Linked DNA regions of Mus musculus: all the other regions are linked to region 1. Evidence: chromatin contacts called from public promoter capture Hi-C data. All regions are on one chromosome and are shown on one strand. The core of a region is the stretch at or near the end of the contact, and the rest is flanking DNA. Distances in the headings are between cores, read along the strand shown.

Region 1 (2,609 bases), core at 34-2,533:
AACCAGAAGCCACCCATGGAAAACCTGTGGCAAGGTACTTTTAAGTGACATGCAGCCCAGAGAGTGGAGGAAGGTGACTGGAAGACAGTATGTGTGAGCCACCAACATCATGCATGCATGCCCAGTTTGAGGGGGTGGTCTGAACTCTGAATACTTTGACACATTGTCTTTACCATTCATTTGTCTTTAGCAGATACAAATTCTGCGATATTGATGGAAGAAAATATGGTCATCAAATACCTAGGATAAAATTCACAGTGAGACAATATGTGGTGGAGAATTCTAAGCCCTACTCTGGTCAGCTGGGCAACAGAAGGACTCTTTGTCATACAAACAATTCTTTCTCATAAGTACTTCACAAATTAAGGACAGGGAGAGAAAACATGGGCTTCAGACTCCTTTTGGGGAGGTAAGATGAAGGCGGGGGTGGGGGGCAGGGGATGAGATTTGCATTTGTTCTTATTCCTACATCATTCTGGAGGTCGGAGGTCTGCATGGGCCTCAGTGGGCTAGAATGAATTGTAGTCCATACAGGGTCCCTGGAGCCACAAGGGCAGCATCCATGTCTTGGGTTTTTGTCCAGCCTCTGGCTCTCTGGCTCATGGACTGCAGCACTACACACACCATCCTCTTCCTCCTTTGGCTGTCTTACCACTTTTTCCTGAAGCACCAAACCCGAGCCTGTCTCCGGACCTGGAAATCCTTAACTTACATTAGCAGTCACTTTCTCTACATTAAGCAGCATGTTCCCAGCTTCCAAAGACTCAGACAAAAAGTTAAAAACAAAACCAACCAAACAAACAAACAAACAAAAAGCCAAACAAAGGCCCCCCTAAAACAAGCCCATCCATTTAATCCTCCTCCTAGTCAAGAAGAGTTCCTTGGGGGTGGGAGTGGGGATCTTGTGTCCCACTCATTTAAAACCCTCCTTTTCTCTTTAATGGGACCATGGTTGGGTTTTAAGCAGCATCCAGCAGATGGGGTGAAATCTTGCCTGTGAAACTGTTTACAACTTCTTCATGTACAGCCAGCATCACTTTAAAATGTGTTCTTGGCTGGAAGCATGCCATTCTAGCGACACACACACACACACACACACACACACACACACACTCAAATAAGGAAACTCAGAGTTTCCTAGGCCACTTCCCCATATGGCAAGGATGTACGCACAAAGCACCATGAGCAGGGTGCTCCCCGTGAGCAGGGAAAAGGTGTGTCCACCACCACCCAATTAGAGTGAGTGACACAGGCCAGTTAGGAAACCACAAGCAGGAGCCTATAAATCCCTGAGGGGGCTGCTGGGACATCACAGAAGGTGAAAGTCTGGCCCAGCAGCCTTCCCCAGTCAGGCAAGAAGCAGCAAGGTACAAGAATACACAGCTCCAGGTAAGAAGGTGGGAAAGAGGCAGGGGGAGACACCAGGAAGCCAGTCACCAGTCAGACACCAGTCTGAACATCAGGTCTGCTTTTAGTGGGTCCTCAGGCAACCCTCTATGAGTCTCCTAGCTTCCTCTGGGTGAGCGGTCTCCTCACCTGTGTGGAGGTCACTTTATTCCTTGATTGTTTTCTACTTCGTTTTCTCTGTTAGAAAAAAAGGGAGGGGGGGGACTACATCAGAGAGCTGCTATTGAATGTCCACAGATCCAGGTAGCAGGGGACAGACAAGCATCTAGAATTCACCTGGAGGAAGGGAGTGGGCTGGGTTCTTACCTTGGGAGGCTGAGCATCTGGGACAGAGCGCAGAGCACGTTGAAAGGCTTTGGGGACTTTCCTAGGGTGATTTTTTTTTTTTAAATGTACCTGATGCCTCTCAGAAACCATAGCTTCCAGGCAGACTGGGCAGCACTCTAAGACCTGCCTGGCACACACAGTTATTAGATAAATGAATGTACTGGTTTTTTTCCCTCCTCTGCTTCTTAAAGTCTCTTCTCTTCAGTCCCCTACTCTATTTTGAAGCCCATTTTTTCCCTTCTGAGCCCTAGCTTATATGTCTCTGACCTCAGCCTCCTTACACAGGGTGATCTTGGCCAGAGCTTCTCTCTGGGTTTCCTACTGTGTAAATAGAGGCAAAAGACTGGCCTGTCCTTCCCAGTCCCTGCTTGCAGTGGGATGTTGCTGGCTTCCGTCCGTGTTCCATATCGGCTTCCATCAACCTCACCCTCCTCTAGCTCTGCCTTACCTGGAGGCTTGCTCTCCGGGATCAGCATCTTGTTCCTACAGGCATAAGTGCAGAAGAATGTCTTCCCCGAGGCCTCTCTGAGCCTCGCCTGCCTCAATGCATTCTTTTCCTTTTCTTAGCTGGTAGTGCTGCGGGGATGGACCCTCCCTCGTGTGCTGCAGGTTGTCCTGGGCTTCCCCAAGCCATTCTCATTCCCAGCTCACCCTCAAATCCTACTGTTTTGACAGCGAGAATGGAGCGATCACGTGACCACGTCCGACTTTTTGACAGTGAGACCGGGGAGATCACGTGATCACGTCCCTCCTCCCATACCCCAGGATAGCAGCGCCAGCCTCTAGGGACAGCAGAAGCGGCAGAAGCGGGTGCTTTTTCAAGGAACTTCCGACTACTCTGTTTATCAGGTCTTCCAACTTGGCCTTTACCATAT
Region 2 (2,609 bases), core at 67-2,566, 430 kb before region 1:
CTGTTTACCAGACAGGACTAGAAGCTTTCTGGAGGCTATTCTTAGGGAATACAGAGCCTCGGCCCCTCTCCATGCCATTCTGGGTGGAAGGAAGCAGGATAAAATGTGAATACAGTTTTGTGGATCGAAAGAGACGAACTGCAGCTGAAACAGCTCCTCCAGCTGTTACCTTTTGCTTAAGCCCTCTTTCTAAAAAACCTGAGTTCCATTTTTTTTTAAAGTGTAAATGTCTACCGGAGTGTGGATGGCGTTCCTCTTCCACACCCACTTGGTGTGGGAGGCGGTGCCAGAGTCTGTCTGCAGGACTGTCGGAGCCTGCAGGGAGCTGGGAGCTGGATGCGCCTCATCTGTGATTCCAAAAGCGATCCTGCCTACGTTCCAGGTTTCCAGCTTGTCACTGTTTATCTGATCATCTCTTTGGCCATTTTAGTACACAGGGATTCAATCACTAACCACGAGACTGTTTCCCAGCTTCTCCTTCCTCCCCACTCACATGCACTTGGCCAGATGGACCGACCCATGCACACGCTGGTTCCGTTATTCACAGGGCATTCACAGCCTATGAACCTGTGAAACCGGAGTCGCCCTGCGTCCTGGAAGGGAGACGCGCACCGCCCCCGCGTCCCGACCTCTGGCTTACCTTTTCGTGGGTGGACACAGTGGCCAGACAGCCCCAGGAGCTAGCGTGGGCTAGGGAGCGGGCGGTGCCGGCATGCACCCTGGGGCCAGGGGATGCCTCAGATGAGCCGCTCTCCCGCCGGTAGGAGAACATGCCACGCGCGGCCGGTGCGGGCCTGGCGCGGGCGGAGCCCCGAGGTCGCAGGTGCGTGTCCTCCTTGTGCGCCGAGGCCGGAAAGCTCTGCTGCCAGATGCTACTCGAGTCCTCCAGCAGCGCGGGCAGCGCCTCCTCAGTGGATGCACTGTCCAGCTCCTCATCTACCTCGTTGGTGACAGCCCAGGACACGGAGCTCACGATCACGTAGCCGGCGGCTGGGGACAACAGGGCGCTGCAGCATAGCAACCAGGACAGGCGACTCCCTGGCCAAGCAGGACGCTCCCTGCCGGACAGCGACATCTTCTTGGAGGCGACGCGCCCTGTGGCGGGGACCACTGACCAAGCAGCGGCCAGCCAGGGGCGCCCCCCTGCGGCGGAGCGTGCGTCGGAACCCTTCTCCTCGTGATAGGATTCCCGGGTTGAGGGTCTCCAATCAGTCCGGGGGCCGGGGTTCCCTATTGCCTTACACTCCCGTAAGAAGCGAAGTCTGCTGCACGACCAGAGTCCCCTGCGTCCACCGCCGCTGCTGGGCGCAGAGTCCACGCGTGTCTTGGTTTTCCGCAGGATGGCAAGCGTTTTGCAGCCAGAGGGTGGGCGTTCACAGCTCAGGCTCAATGCACTCCTCCGCTCGTCAGCTGTGCGACTCTACCAAGCTGATTAACTTCTCTGAGCCAACAAGAAGGGCATCACCAGGCTCAGTTATTGCACCCCATCACCTCCGCAGAACCGGGAACCACAATACACCCACATCTTCCATCACTCACCCAGTCAGCAGTGTCCTGCGGTTAGCGACACAGACTAATAGAACTTTATTGTTGTTGGGTGTTTTGTTTTGTTTTTTGTTTTTTGTTTTTTTTTTTTGTTTTTTTGTTTTTGTTTTTGTTTTTTTTCGAGACGGGGTTTCTCTGTATATCCCTGGCTGTCCTGGAACTCACTCTGTAGACCAGGCTAGCCTCGAACTCAGAAATCTGCCTGCCTCTGCCTCCCAAATGCTGGGATTAAAGGCGTGTGCCACCTCTGCCCGGCTTAATAGCGTATTTTAAAAACCATCTTGTTCCAGTAAGAAGTTTAATAGATATCAAAATAACTTCAAAGTAATTATAATTTCTTACCTGTTCTTATGATATCCAGTCTTTGTCCCACCATGGAATATTTTCTATCGCTTATATTCCTAAAATGCAAGAGTCCTGCACTAACTGGTTCTATAAGAAAGTATCTTGAAATGGGATTTGAGTTTTTCCTACATGTCTTCACTGTGCCCTGCTGTGAAACTCCTGTGACTCTTCCTGGATGCCTGGATGTCAGCTGTGAACACAGCTGGTCTCTTTCTCTTTGCATGGGAACTTCTTGTCTCTCCCTGGATGCCCCTGGCTGCTCTTTCTCTCTCTCTCCCCTCCCCACCCCCCACCCCACAACCCCTTCTCTGCTCTCCGTCTGCTTTGAAACATTGATGGTGTCTTCAGTTTCTCCCCAAGACATCTTGTTTACTCTCATGGCTTCTGCTGTTATCGGCTGCTGCTCTCTCCCCAGCTTCACAGACCCTCTTATCCCCTGTTTAGGGGAAAGATGTGTTCCATGGTCTTGAGAGGCACAATGGGGAGTCATGGAAATACTACACACTGCAGCCAGGTATGATGGCACACACCTGTTATCTATCCTAGCACTCGACAGGTGGAGGCAGGAGATTCAGGAGTTCAAGGTCAGACTTAGCTAGGTAAGCAAATTTGAGACCAGCCTAGACTACATGAGACACCACCTCAAGATCCACCATAAAAACCAACAACTCCTCCTCCCTGAAATACAAATTAAAAATAATCCAGATCTTGTCCTATCA
Region 3 (2,609 bases), core at 54-2,553, 320 kb before region 1:
TGCAGGAATCTCCTCTTGCCCTGCTTCCCCAGGGCATGGTGTTCCCAGGTACCAAGAATCTAAGGCATCTAGGGATGTATGAAGCATCAGAAGGATGCAGGCTGGTTCTATGCAAACATGATGCTATGCTCTCTAAGGGACCCTGTAAAGGAACAGGGGTCCTGGCTGTGAGGGCCTCCCTGCAGACTCAGAGAGAAGACTGTTACGACAGAGGCGTCCTTAGGGATAACGGTGAGGGCTCCATCTGAAGTTCATGCTGCTCATTCCTCAAAGCTCCCACCGAAAAAATGCTCTCATCTTCTAAGTCTGCCTCAGAGTCCACCTCCAGGAACTAAATCACACACTGGCAGCTGCTCAGGAGTGGACCACACATGTGCACAGAAAACACACACTTCTTGTTTATTCCATATTTGTTTCATTGTTAGTTCCACTTTATATATCTGCTATATATGGCACTACATTAGATTGAATATTATATAATTACATGTCACATACACATTACATACCGGCAGTTTCATACAGTATACATTCCTTTTCTTTTTTCTTTTTTTTCTTTTCTTTTCTTTTTTTTTTTTTTTTTTTTGGTTTTTCAAGACAGGGTTTCTCTGTATAGCCCTGGTTGTCCTGGAACTCACTCTGTAGACCCGGCTGGCCTCGAACTCAGAAATCTGCCTGCTTCTGCCTCCCCAGTGCTGGGATTAAAGGTGTGCGCCACCACTGCCCGGCCAGTGTATATTTCTTAAAGTGTTTTTTTTTTTTTTTTTTTAACTGCCTAAGCGTGTTTTGTTTTGTTTAAATATAAGGAATAGTGGGTGTGGAAAGCCAAATCCTACTGATCTCGTGAAAACATCCCTGATTTTATATTTCTCATGCCCTTGCGACCTCAGATTCCACCTACCTGAGCCACGCCCAGGTCTTCCTGGCAAAATCTCTTCCCTCCAGAATCTGACTCAGTCTTTCTGCCTGGCACACTGGGGCCGCAGCTAACAGACGTCGGATGAATAACATCCTGTAATGTGGGGCCCTCGCTGAGGAGAGGTGGGGGGCAGGGCGAGGTTCTGGGCCAGAATTCATGCTAAGTCAAAGTTAAGGCCCCAACTCCCAGCAGCTTAGTAACCGCACGACTGGCTTCATTCGTGCCGGTTCCCACACACCCACGCCAGGAAGAGGGAAGGGATAGCCTGTCCCCAGGAGTAGGGGCAACTGCAGCTCTTCCTCCAGTGAGAACTCCAGTCTCTGAGCTGGGCTCCATCCTTCTGCACTGGGAAATGGTTTTCTTGACTCCCCCTGGGCACTTTTCCCAGGAGGATCCACTAGATGGCCTGCGTTGAACACCACCTTTCCGGGAGCGTGCCTGAAGGGGGAAGGACTGCTTCTTAGCCTTCCTGCTTAGCTATTTTCTTCTTCTTCACAATTTGTCCAGGTAAATCTCCTGCAGTGTAACCATACTAACCCCTCAACAAACTTCACGTTAGACAATAGGAACGAGCTGAGGGGTGAGTGTTGAGACTCTTTAGTGGAAGAGCTCTCTGACTGGAAACACAGCAAATCAAGCGATTTCTGAGTCACAGCACGGACAGTACTGCAGAGAAAGAAGTAGTAAATTAAGGCCTGCTACACAAGCTAGTTTGAATAAAGAGAAACGACAAGACCTTGTACTGGTGGGGCCGGAGTAATTCAAGCTCCACGGCACTTTGGGGGTAGGCACGGGGCATCGCCACACATGTAGTTGTGGCTTTTGCCCTTAGTTGTAAAAGCCAAAGACAGTTTGAACTCTTTGACCGGGAAACTTCGAAGATTCCTAAAGCTAGAGAAAAGCAGTCAGTATGAAAAAAAAAAAAAGTTCGTCTCTGCTACTTGCAGTAAAGGAAACTTGGAAAGAAGCCCAGGGACTGACTGTAGGGAGCTGACTCAGCCAATGCGCAGCTGAGAAGATGGACCGCGTGGAGCGCCCCCGCCCCTGGATACAGGAAGTCCTGCTGAGTGGCTATTTTCTCTGGTTAAATGTAGATTTGCGAGTTTGGGGATGAAAGTAAGAGCAGACTGCTTGTGTCCGAGTAAACTCTTACACAGACAATGATTGTTACACCACACATGAAGAAAACCCAAACCAGCTTGTGCTGGATCCCCAAACCCAGCTCAGGAAGCTAAGGCAGAAAGGATCATGAGTTCTAAGCCAACCTGGGCTACTTGGAGAACATACACAAATTAAACTCAACAGCCACCGTCAGTTGGAGGAGCTGATTCTAGAGTCGATTTTCGGGAGCTGAGTGAGGGGCATTATAGTCGGTCTGGCTTTCTGTAACAAAATGCCACAGACTGGCAGAGTTCAGAAAAGCTTGGAGTTCCAGAGGCCATCAAGTATCATAGGAGTCGTCTAACAAGAGGATGGGTCAGAGCCCTCTTTTCTTCTCTTCCTGACTTCTCTGTGTCATCACCTCTGCTGGGCAAAGACTCTGTCAGGCAGAAACTGCTTGTTCTTGGGCTCCTCCTGAATGGTTGAGAAGGACATTCCTAAATTGATAAATTCTCTAGCCTCATGTACTCTGCCACAGCCTCACAAGACAGATGAAGAATCTATGCCATGAGAGATGAAGGTTTGACCTGCA
Region 4 (2,609 bases), core at 83-2,582, 300 kb after region 1:
TGTGGCACCCTCTAGTGGCGATATTAAGAATGACGCTTCTCCTAGGGCAACGGAGTCCTTCGCAGGGCACCACTTTTAGAAGGTTCTCGAACTTCAGGCTAAGAATGTGCTTCTTCCCCTTAGTCTGGATTGTGCAGGTGGGTCACTGCTTCTAAGATGAGCTGGATTCCTCCTCAGGCAAACCACACTGCCTATGTTAAAGCATACCACAGTCACGATTCCTTGTAAGAAAATGTGCTAGTGAGGCCTCCATGAAGTCCCGCATGTTGCTGTCACAGATGAGGTAGTCTTTGTGTAAGACACTTGGGACCATATCTATTCAAGCCTTCTGATCTTTGGGGGGTGGGCCTTGAACTACTTAAATATGCATAATGAGATACCTTGGGGCTGGGTCCCACCAAGTCTGATAACGATTTTTATTTACATTTGATATGCTTCATACACGCAACCTCCAGGTAATTTAGTGTCCGTGTTCAGTTCTTTCTGATTTCACATTGCACGAGGGCAGGCTGGCTTTTCTGTCAGAGGTAATGTTGTGTCTGTGGAAAAATGCTGTCTATTTGAGAGCACGTTGTACACTTTTTAAAAAAGACTAGTGACTCAGCCTGTAACTGTAATAATTATTAGCCCGACTACACTAATATTATTTTTACAGCAATTGGCACCAGCAATTATGGTATCTGATGTTTACTGGTAGGTACAATGGATCAGGCAGGAGCTCCAAAAACAACAGCGGTCACCGATTGGCTGATTCAAATGTGGCCTCCCTCTGTCAGGGCCAGCAGCACCTCTGTGGTTTTGGTAGAGGGGCCCAGTGGTGGTCTGACTCCCTAACCCATGAACGATGAGCATGGGAAAGATCTGCACTATGGGCCACATTGTGTTTTCCGGCGAGCTGTTGGCTTCAGCTAAAGTGTTCCTTTGCAGGGATGCTAAACCTTTTTGAGTGAGTCTCCCCCTTGGTGTTAAGAACAATGTCACCTGGTGAAATAGGGTTGAGAGGGAGCACAGGGAGTATGTTGGGGTCCCTGGACACCTGTGGCACAGGTTGTTGTTGGTTTACCCAGGGCTGGGGCTCCTGCGTTGCCAAGGATAAAAATTAGGTAGTGGAGCACAAGTGTCACGACCTCTGCCCCCGAAGTTCTTGTGGGCATCAGCCATGTTGTAAATTTGCATCTCAGTTTGGGGTTATGTACAAGTTTAATGTCAGTGCCAAATCCGACGCTTTAAAACCCCAGCAAAAGTGCAGCTGGTGGATTCCAAACACAACCTTTCCACATTGCACAGGGTTGTTTCTTCTGTCCTGCAGGGGGCACCCTCGTGCTTTTCCTTCTGAGTAGAATCTGTTTAGAACTAGAAGGTTAGCTTATATAATACTGGAAGGGGCTATGCACATTGCTGGAGGCAGTGGAAGAATCATTAGTCTTACTGAACTGTGAAAATCATGACCTACAGGATGCAGAGTGGAGCCTCACCGCACATGGTGTCAGCCCTGTCTCTCAGATACTCTTAGCTGCGGCTCTGGTTCACTGCCAAGGATATCACGTGGATTTTGGTAACACCTTCATGCCCTTTGACAAATTGGAATCTGCCCAGAGCTCTGACTGAGGTGGTCCTGTGAGAAATGTATCTATGCTTAGTTTGACATGCTGTGGGTAAGCCTCCCATGGTTACAGAGGAAACACCTCCGATCCTAACTGTGTTCTCCAGAGAGAAACATTTTTAGGGTACAGGTAGAGCGAGCCAGTAGTCAAGAGTTCTTTTGAACAGTCAAGAAAGTGGAGATTCACCTTCCAGAATGGAGAGTGCGCCAAACCGCGGTTGTGCCAAGCAGCTACCTCTAGGATCTGGACTCATAATTTTTATTCAACTGTCTCTCTTCCCTTTCCCACCTCTGAGGTGGTCTCGGGGTGGTATCCCCCTTGGAACAGAAAGAGGTTTTCTTAGGTTCAATCTTTTTTCACCATTCAGTCTGTTACAAGTAGGTTCACTGGATAAAATTCGATGCGTAAAGATGTAACAGCAAGGAGAGCTGAGATGTTTGCTAGGGCAACGGGCTTTCTAGGAGGCAGCCTGAACCAACTTTGCTGTTTTCTCAGAATCCCGTGCTTTCTCTTCACTAGTTAGCTTGGCTGGCTCATACCCAGCTGTGAGCCCTCTTATTTACCTTCCCCAGTGTCTCTGGCCTTGCTCCTTAACCCTGACGTTCTTTCTCTTTAACTGCATCAGCGCAGCATTCTGCGGTCCCCGAGGTTCTGCGTACCGGAAGTTCCTGACCCAGCTTCCTGCAGTGGTCTCAGATACACCAGTCTGCTCAAGATCCTTTTCCATCCTCTTTCAGAAACTAGAAGATTTTACGCCCAGGTATGAGCAGCAGCCTATGTGCATCTCCAGGCCTCCAGGAAGCACCCTGCCCCTCTCAGGGATGAGCAATCGCCTATGCCCGTGTCTGCCACCAGACAGCAACCCTTTTTTTTTGTAGCTCATTGTTGTCTATTTTGGAGGCACAGTGTCTGAAACTGGCCAGATGAGCTGAATCAAGGCAGGGTTACCCAGTTCCTCGTTCTTCCTGACACTCAGTTCTAGGAAAATTTCTCTTAGCATCCTTC

Evidence for each region. Promoter capture Hi-C pulls out the DNA fragments that hold promoters and counts their contacts. Capture Hi-C pulls out chosen DNA fragments and counts their contacts.
Region 2: a contact with region 1 is called in a promoter capture Hi-C map of liver. The contact joins the promoter of Creg2 here to the promoter of Il1r2 in region 1. A contact is called at or near these places in 14 of 39 promoter capture datasets (the 3T3-L1 cell line, 3T3-L1-derived adipocytes, the C10 cell line and 7 more), 1 of 115 datasets of contacts at active chromatin or transcription factors (bone marrow-derived macrophages) and 3 of 9 other capture datasets (adipose tissue, liver and pancreatic islet).
Region 3: a promoter capture Hi-C map of hippocampal neurons shows a contact between it and region 1, with 1.9 times the contacts expected there. The contact joins the enhancer-like site here to the promoter of Il1r2 in region 1. A contact is called at or near these places in 5 of 39 promoter capture datasets (the 3T3-L1 cell line, the C10 cell line, embryonic stem cells and 2 more), 2 of 484 Hi-C or Micro-C datasets (B cells and uterus), 2 of 115 datasets of contacts at active chromatin or transcription factors (bone marrow-derived macrophages and pancreatic cancer cells) and 3 of 9 other capture datasets (adipose tissue, embryonic stem cells and liver).
Region 4: a promoter capture Hi-C map of hippocampal neurons shows a contact between it and region 1, with 5 times the contacts expected there. The contact joins the enhancer-like site here to the promoter of Il1r2 in region 1. A contact is called at or near these places in 20 of 39 promoter capture datasets (3T3-L1-derived adipocytes, the C10 cell line, the HPC-7 cell line and 14 more), 1 of 15 datasets of contacts at CTCF or cohesin (the NIH/3T3 cell line), 2 of 484 Hi-C or Micro-C datasets (bone marrow-derived macrophages and embryonic stem cells), 10 of 115 datasets of contacts at active chromatin or transcription factors (the 230-238 cell line, SST interneurons, bone marrow-derived macrophages and 6 more) and 4 of 9 other capture datasets (adipose tissue, liver, macrophages and 1 more).

What each region holds. Positions count from the first base shown.
Region 1 is chr1:40,083,431-40,086,039 of GRCm38.p6, forward strand. Il1r2 (interleukin 1 receptor, type II) reads left to right here and starts at 1,284. Exons shown (of 9, transcript NM_010555.5): 1 at 1,284-1,389. Gm16894 (predicted gene, 16894) reads right to left here and starts at 2,421. Exons shown (of 4, transcript NR_037980.1): 1 at 2,183-2,421; 2 at 1,714-1,857; 3 at 1,537-1,584.
Region 2 is chr1:39,649,866-39,652,474 of GRCm38.p6, forward strand. It overlaps Creg2 (cellular repressor of E1A-stimulated genes 2), which reads right to left and starts at 1,317. Exons shown (of 4, transcript NM_170597.4): 1 at 641-1,317. The coding sequence starts at 1,075. D930019O06Rik (a long non-coding RNA gene) reads left to right here and starts at 1,603. Exons shown (of 2, transcript XR_001778897.2): 1 at 1,603-2,404.
Region 3 is chr1:39,760,263-39,762,871 of GRCm38.p6, forward strand. No RefSeq gene overlaps it. Among named protein-coding and RNA genes, the nearest start is that of Rfx8, 41 kb to the left of the region's middle. Within about 2 kb of position 1,304, at least 259 of the 459 cell types and tissues checked have an H3K27ac peak or open chromatin away from gene starts, as enhancers often do. A contact at or near this core is called in adipose tissue, bone marrow-derived macrophages, embryonic stem cells and 4 more, where this site is marked.
Region 4 is chr1:40,378,944-40,381,552 of GRCm38.p6, forward strand. No RefSeq gene overlaps it. Among named protein-coding and RNA genes, the nearest start is that of Il1rl2, 56 kb to the left of the region's middle. Within about 2 kb of position 1,333, at least 37 of the 459 cell types and tissues checked have an H3K27ac peak or open chromatin away from gene starts, as enhancers often do. A contact at or near this core is called in the HPC-7 cell line, adipose tissue, bone marrow-derived macrophages and 3 more, where this site is marked.